Regions from separate parts of the Anas platyrhynchos genome. Here region 2 is linked to region 1. The links are chromatin contacts, called in public Hi-C maps. All regions are on one chromosome and are shown on one strand. Each heading gives the region's core, a stretch centred on a gene start, on an enhancer-like site or on the middle of the called end of the contact. The rest is flanking DNA. Distances are from core to core; before and after follow the strand shown. Region 1 overlaps GLG1 (golgi glycoprotein 1). Region 2 overlaps CFDP1 (craniofacial development protein 1).

Region 1 (4,182 bases), core at 1,247-3,746:
TGTACACGTTTGGAGACCCCGTGTGCTAAATGCTCTTTGCCCCCTCTGCAGCTATCGCGGGAGTGCCGAGCGGAGGTACAGCGCATCCTCCACCAGCGGGCCATGGACGTGAAGCTGGACCCAGCCCTGCAGGACAAGTGCATGATAGACCTGGGGAAGTGGTGCAGCGAAAAGACAGAGACAGGGCAGGTACTGTGCACGGCACGGCTGCGGCCTCGTCTTCAGAGCCGGGAGGGTGGGAAGGGCACGAGGAGGGCGGGATAAAGGAACATCTCGTAGCTGGTTGTCCCTTTATAGCCCAGATTATATTAAAAATGCATGCAGTTTGAAACATAAACTACACTAGGCTGAGACTGAGGGCGTCTGAAGAAGCTTTGCACCGACAGCACGGCTGCAGCGACGTGAGAGGAATGAGATGGGGAAAGGGGACAGCTAACGAGAAGGACTTCATTGTAGCAACCCCACCCTGACTCTTATTTGTAATACTCTATTACGAGCTTGACATTTCCCACATAAACTTTATCCCGTTCCCATTTGGCAAATACTGACATGCTTCCTGTGTTTATAGAGAGCTGAGCTAACATCTGCTGCTCTTTAACAAAGTTTCAACAAATACTTTCATGTTAAATTGCTGTGCCCTAGCATAGCTGTAGGGAAGGAGCCATTCGCCAGCAGATGCAGCAGAGCATACACCATTGACTTTTTGAAGTGTCTATTGCAGACTGGAAGTTTGGGTAATTAACTCCTCATTAAGGTTATGCAAAGGGCAAACTAAATGTGATATTCCAGAAGTGAAAGTGCTTCGTGCGGCTTCTGAGAACTGCGGCAACGTTTTAGACCGGTGCTCTCAGTCACTCTCTGCACATACCCGCTGCCCTGTAAAACAAAGCAAAACCTAAACAAAATCCAGCAGCACCGAGTCTGGGGAATTCAAACTGGTGTGTTTGTGCAACATGCAAAAACTGTACAACTTAAGAAAAATTTTTGGCATGTTATTCATTTGAATAGAAAAAAACGTGGTTTTTAAGCGAATATGTTGTTATCAGATAGAAAAATACCATGTTCCCCGTATTCAGAACTGTTACTAATCAAAAAGAAAATACCGATAGTGGCTCAAAGCAACTGTTTAACTGCTTTCACATAATATGCTATTTTGGGAGGCTTCTCCTTGAGAAATGAAAGATCAGCGTATTGACAGCATTTCGGTTCTAACACTTGCTGCCAGAGTGCAGATTCTGGGGATATTGCCTGTAATCCTCCATTTATTGTGCAAGTAAAGCTGCAGGACTGCTGATTCTTTTCACCAAATGATACTGTAAAAGGCAAAGGTAGGAAAGAAGATGGTGCTGAGCATTTAGGAGCCTGAACTATGAGTGCCAGTCGCAGGGGCAGCATTAAATGAGATTTAAGACTTTATGAAAAGGAAGGCAGTTTTTTATGTGTTGCACTTTCAAGCCTGAATTTTGAACTTGGTTTCTCAGACCACACGCTGAAATGTCTGTTTTAATAGGAGCTGGAATGCCTTCAGGACCATCTTGACGACTTGGTGTCTGATTGCAGAGACATAGTGGGAAACCTTACTGAGCTGGAGTCTGAGGTGAGCAGTTTCCAGCCTGCAATTCAGGAGAGAGTTGAGCACGTCTAGTTAAAAATATCATTTTGACACTATTAAAAAAATAAATAAAGGTAGCTGCAGAAATGCACATTTCTGAGATTAAGCAGAGGCCATCTCTTTTACCCTGTACAGTGTTAGTTTTCATGTGAGGTTCTTGAGGAAGAGAATGGAACAGCAGTTAAGGATTGTAAGCAGGAGAAATGCCATCACCAGCCTATGGTAGCTTGTGGCACTGAAGCTAGGATGTCTCGAGCAGGTAACCCAGTCGCCTTTAGTACAAGTCAAAATATCATAGAATGGTTTGGGTTGGAAGGGACCTTAAAGCTCAGCCAGTTCCAACCCCCTGCCATGCACAGAGACACCTTCCACTAGACCAGGTTGCTCAAAGCTCTGTCCGACCTGGCCTTAAACACTTCCAGGGGTGAGGAAAACATTTCTGGGATTTCATTTTTTGTTCTACTTGCAAGTAATTTTGAGTACCATGTTGCAACTTCCCCCTGGGTCCCAAATATTTTGCAGGAAATAACTACCAGGTGTGTCGTGTAGGGTTTTTCAGTGAGGTCAGCAGCTTTGTTTGCTTTCGGAAGCTGCGTGTTTGACTGTCTTGCACCAAATTGTTCCCTGTACCTCTTCAGTCAACACTGTGCCCTAGGGGACACTTCCTTCCAGCGTTACAAAATGGTTTGCTCAGAACTACCATTAATTTTTAACTCCTACCCGAGTGTAGGGTGCCTTCTGGTGCTGCAGTATCCGATTTGGAGGAGACAGACTAAATTATCCAAGCAGTGAGTTTTGAATCTGTGGAGGCCAAGCTTGTCCCTTAGTCTGGAAGGCTTGTCGTGCGTTTGCCACATTGCTGGCAGCAGTGAACTTCAGCATTTCCAGAACTGAAGGGTGGAGCTGGCTGAATTGCAGCTGAACAAAGGCCCTCTACACTGGCTCCAGTTAACTTGTGACAGTTTTTTTTTTCAGTTTTTTCCTTGTCCATTTACTGTGAAAATGAAATAGTGTATTTTTTTCTGCAGGACATTCAAATCGAAGCCTTGTTGATGAGAGCGTGCGAGCCTATTATCCAGACCTTCTGTCACGTGAGTGCTTAGCAGTCTGAATATCTTTGGGAAAGAGCACTGAGGGAAAGGTTAGAGGTTGTATTATTAGTTCTTGGCGTACTTTCTGCTCTCCAGAGGTAAAATCAGAAGTAAGCAGTTACAGAAGTCTTTGATGGGGGCTGGGGGGGGACCAACACAGGAATTCTTAGCTCCATGTGGTACTTTTGCTGTTGTCAGCCCCAGCACAAAAGCTGGAGATGGAAGATTTCCAATTACAGGGCAATTTTAAAGTTACTCTTCACAGTAGATTGGAAATTAAGCTTTTCCTTCCCCTTGCCCCCGAGCACTGCATTCAGCCACTCCTCTGTGTGCAGCTGCTCACATTGCTGAAATAGCTTCTTACATTGCTCTAGGATTGAGTAGTTACAGAGCAGTAGAGGCACCTAAATGTAATATTTCATGTAGGCATTGAGCCTCTGCATTGTTTTCTCATGAGTGTAAAGCATGCATATGTCTGAGACAATTCTTTTCTGAACTGTATAAATGCTTGTGTGCTACGTGGTCAGTTGATGGTGAGTGTAAGCTCATGAGAGTGAGACTGTAAATTCCACTGCTCTCAATTATTTCCTGGTCGCAGTGGGCTAAAGGAGTGTAAAAAATCATGACTTGGAGGGAGTAGCTCATTTTTTTAAGCCTTTTGTGTGTCCTTCAGGAGGTTGCAGATAACCAGATTGATTCTGGGGACCTGATGGAGTGTCTAATACAGAACAAACACCAGAAGGAAATGAACGAAAAATGTGCCATCGGAGTTACTCATTTCCAGCTGGTGAGTAGTGCTTTTCTGTGCTATCAGTGGAAACTGGCTGTGTGTGTTGAGGGTGTTGACAGGAATTAGCTAATTATGAAACCCTTTCCTTTTCTGAGATTGATTTCCAACTGTATTGAAGTTGCTTTTGTGAGTTCAGACAACTGTACTTGCATGCCTGGTCGTAAATGGTCACTTCTGGAGATGGTTTATCCCCAGGCCCTCCTCCAGCCTGGCATACGGTAGGCAGGGTCCCAGCTTCTTCATTCCCCTTGCTTCCACGTGGATAAGTTGTGGCCAGGAGCATCTGCTGATTGTGTGATTCAACAAGCATCCTTTCAGGCAGCATGTACTTTTTTTTTTTCTTCCAGGTGACCAACATTTCTAATTTCTTTTCTCTCCTGCAGGTTCAAATGAAAGATTTTAGGTTCTCGTACAAGTTTAAAATGGCTTGCAAGGAGGATGTGCTGAAGCTTTGCCCCAACATCAAAAAAAAGTAGGTAGTACTTAACTAAGCAGCATTCTGACTGTATAAATATGTAAGAAAGTTATAAGATACTTAATGTGACAGAAAACATTGGACTTCCTCTGAAGGCTGATTTTTTTGTGTTTTTCCTTAGTAACTGTCCTGCAGATGCTTAAGGTAGAGGCATTGCCTACCTCTATTAAAGTACTTCTGCTTTACCCTTGCATATGAGCTTTCCTCTTTATTA
Region 2 (3,751 bases), core at 765-3,264, 210 kb before region 1:
CACCCATGGAGGTTTAGGGGGTCCTGCTCAGTCCTCGCCGCTTTTCGAAGCACAGTGACCTCACCTAGGGAATGGGGGTTCTGTGGTAATCACGAAAATGTGCAAGATGAAAGGAAAAAAGTGCTGCTGGGGGATCTTATTTGAGATCCCCCTCTAGGCAGCTGTTTCTACACGGCCTGAACGGGAGCCAGGATGAAAAAGGGAGGTTTTGCTCTGGCTTTGTTCTCGCGTTCGCTCATTACCGAAACCGCTTGTAATTAAATGTGGACTTGCTCGCTCAGCCCAGCTGTTGCTTCTCTGTCTGATCCTGCCTGGAATTACAGCGGTGGATGCGTGACCTCCTGGGCCTCTTCACGCCTTGCAGCCCGGTAGAAAGGCAGGGTGAAATCTGACTTTGAAGTGAGCAGTGCCATTCCCATGGCTTTCGGTAGGTTTGGTGCTTGGTCCATGAGGGTTTGGACCTCAGTGCAAGAGCTGGCAGCAGGAACAGTGCACGAGAGCTCTGCCCCGGAGACAAATGCTTGCCCCGAGCAAAGAGAGCAAGATAACCTCCAGCCTCTTCGCCGTGAGTGCTTTATTCTTCTAGTCTCCAACAGGGCAGCTCACGTAGGCTGGCCGTTAAATGATGTGCAAAGCTTCGGGGCTTTGCTCTTGGAAGTCATTTACTGTGCGGCGTGCTACTGTTGGAGCAGGGGGATTTTGGCAGGAAGACATCTGTGCGTGGCTCCTCTCCCAGCTCGTGTGCGGGAGGAGAAGTGGTGGCAGTCCTGGTGGGAGGAGACGGATGGGTCAGCTCCTTGTGCTGTCCTTGGAGGACCTTGAGCCTGTTTGCAGCATCTGACTCGTTAATGTAATTTGGAAGCTACGCTTCCCCTCGAGCCTGGCTGCTTCTAGAGGCTGCTTTGCATCTGAAGCTTTTCTTGCAAAAGATTCTCCTTCTGCATGACCTGGCTGGAGCTATCTGGGTCCCTTTGTGTCTAACACTGGTTCCCTGGGATCTGAAACGGGCACTGGTGAGGCAGGCACAGGCTCCTCAGGTTCTCCGAACCTCAGGTGATCTTGAGCCATTGCTGCAGCACTCGTGCCTCCGGGGAGCAGCCTCATTTCACAGCAGCCCCTGAGGCCTTTTTCCTTCAGAAAGCAGGAATTTGCATTCCAATTCCAGCTCAGCACCAACTGGTTATTTAGCGAAAACTTGCACGTTTTACATGTAGGGGCTGAACGGGGATGCAAATAAAGCCAATAATCACGACCTTCTGGGTAGCTGGAGGTGTTGTATTTTTTTAAATAGTCACTGGAGCAGCTGAATGGCTCTGTTCTTGGTAGGGATTTCAGTCAGCTTCCTCCTGCGCTTCCCGTGCTGTGCTCCAGAGAGTGCTGTTCTCTCAGACCGAGAAGTCCCAGCCCCTTGCACTGCAGCCAAACGTCTGGACGTGAGTAGTACACAGCATATTTCTCTGTGCACAACAGGATGAACCAGCCAGGGGCAATATTCGTGTGCCCTAGAGCTAGTTCCACTTATTTCCTATTCATATACTTTGGTTGTGAAAGATTAAATGTGGCAGTGGCTGCTCCAAGTGAACAATTTCTATTTAGGTCTTAAATCCTTTTTTTTTTTTTTGGTTTGATTTAATTATTCCTTGTTAGTGTCTGTCCACTGGTTCATGCAAATCCACTCAGAATCAATGCAGTAATGAGGCCGTGTGCTTTTTTTTGAGTACTTTGGCCTATTTGCAAGGTGCACTGGGATTAATTACCCCATGGGGATCAGCGTGGCAAGGTGCTTGCGTGTGCAGGGAAAGGGAAGCTTGGAAATTTGGAAAACGATGGCTGGGTCGGTGTGGAAGAGAAGGGTCCTCCTCTTCTTCCTCCTCCTCCTCCACAAACCCACGCCGATTGCCACACGCCTGTGCGTTAGGATTGCCAAACGCCCTCACCCTCTGGGATCTCGTGGAGCCAGTCCCGTACCCAATGTCCCAGACCGAAAGCGAAACGTGCACTACACATCCTCCTCGCAAATAGTTTCCCAGGAGCAGTCTGTGCTCGTTCTCAGGCAGAATGAGTCAACGCCGTCTGCCCTGGCCTCTGGTTTGCAGCAGAAATGAATGAGATTTCTAGCTCCAGCCCCTGCTGTCCTGCAGCCTTGATATGCCAGCACGTGTGCGGATGGTTTTGCTCGGGGTGATGGCATCGTGTTGGAAAAAAGTCCAGTGGTGCCCGTACGGCTCCATGCTGTGCTTCAGTCCTCAGTCTTGATGTGGCTGAGCTGAATCCCCGGGCTGGACTAACTGGGATCAGCTGTTTCTTTTTTTCCAGCCTTGCTGGAGGTTCAGCAGAAAGGAATGTCAGCTATTTGAGGACTTAGACTCCCTAAAGCATCTGTCTTATAAAATACAAACAACCCCCCACCAGAGCGGGGCCTTTGATAGTTTCCCCAATGAAAGTCGTGGGGCCGTTTTCCCTTAGGGCAGCGCAGGTTTTTATGAGGCTTATTTTCATTTGCTTTCATCTCTTAGATCGCGAGCGTTTTCTCCTTCTCCCTCTGTGAAAATGATTGAGGAAATTAACTGCTAATGGGGAACGAAGCCAGCTGTATTTGTATTCCAGGCCCCTCGCAAGGTTATGGAGGGAAGCCCCCACACCTTCCCCTGTTAGCCGCGGTCTGGCTGCAATGAGGTGAGAGGGGAAGCCTTTTTTTTAAGGTTAAAGCTTGGGATTGGAGGTGGATCCTGTTCCCAGCTGTGCCATGGCTTGGGGGGGAGCCTACCAAGCAGATTGTTTCCACTCCTGCCTTCTTTTGCTTTTATCGTGCCTCCTTGCGCATTAACCGAGCTGCACCACGTCCCTCCGGCGTCTCCCCCGTAGCAGATGCTTGTGTTGGTTACATCAGCTTGCTTTCCCACACTCCCTTTCCTCGCTTTTTCCCATGTCAACAAAAAAAAAAAGTGCAGCTGAGCCGTTCTTCATTAAAAAGGAGCCAGCGAAGTGGGGCTGGAGGGACGGTCGGTGGAGGGGAGCACCCTGCTTTTGGGCAGTGCTGCTGGTGGCTTCATTCATGGAAAATCCCATACTGGTGGCTCCATTCATGGAAAAATCAGCAGAGCAATATTTTCCAGTGGGTTTGTTAGCCAAAACTTTGATCTGCTGCTGGGTTGTCAGCCTCGTGCAGGGCTAGGCTTAGAAAACAGGCAAGCCCAGGCTGGCTCGCTGGGGATCAAGACGTGAAGTCGAGCAATTAGGATTAAATGGGAAAGTTACCGACTCAAAATGCTGGCTCTGGGCCTTAAAGGAGGTGTTGGTGCGAATGTGAGCTCTCGAAGGGAGCGATAACCCCTCCGGTTGGCAGCACTCCCTGCAACTGTTCCTCTGTTTGTTTCCAGAGTGGTCCCTGAGCGAGCGTGGCCGTGCCAGCCGGGGGGTTCCTCCTCCGGGTTCTGGTTTGGGGGCTGGCTTGCACTTCAGCTCTTGCTGTCCTGGTGTGGAGATGAGGAAGCTCCCAGATTTTCACTCCCCTCATTCCTGTCTTGCAGCCCAGAGCCTCGAGGATCTGGTGCACGGGCTGAGCAGAAAGGGCACCTTGAACAAGCTGCAGGCTGTCTGGGGCTCTCCGGAGTGCTCTAATCCGCTCTGCCAAGCCGTGGAGTGCTTCATTTCCCTATCTGCGGAGTTTCAAAGCCTTCCCGGTGTGTTGGGCTGCTGCCCGGTTGGCTTTGCCCCAGAGCCCTCGGCACTGCGCTCTGCGGAGCGAGCA

Evidence for each region. Hi-C and Micro-C count contacts between places; a contact is called where the count stands out from the background.
Region 2: a contact with region 1 is called in a Hi-C map of skeletal muscle, with 3 times the contacts expected there. The contact joins two enhancer-like sites. A contact is called at or near these places in 2 of 8 Hi-C or Micro-C datasets (skeletal muscle and subcutaneous adipose tissue).

What each region holds. Positions count from the first base shown.
Region 1 is chr12:12,848,820-12,853,001 of IASCAAS_PekinDuck_T2T, reverse strand. It overlaps GLG1 (golgi glycoprotein 1), which reads left to right. Exons shown (of 26, transcript XM_072044039.1): 12 at 52-189; 13 at 1,511-1,597; 14 at 2,641-2,703; 15 at 3,377-3,490; 16 at 3,877-3,965. Among named protein-coding and RNA genes, the nearest start is that of PDPR, 17 kb to the right of the region's middle. Within about 2 kb of position 2,496, at least 5 of the 8 cell types and tissues checked have an H3K27ac peak or open chromatin away from gene starts, as enhancers often do. A contact at or near this core is called in subcutaneous adipose tissue, where this site is marked.
Region 2 is chr12:13,054,049-13,057,799 of IASCAAS_PekinDuck_T2T, reverse strand. The region is part of intron 5 of CFDP1 (craniofacial development protein 1); the gene reads left to right. Among named protein-coding and RNA genes, the nearest start is that of CFDP1, 21 kb to the left of the region's middle. Within about 2 kb of position 2,014, at least 7 of the 8 cell types and tissues checked have an H3K27ac peak or open chromatin away from gene starts, as enhancers often do. A contact at or near this core is called in subcutaneous adipose tissue, where this site is marked.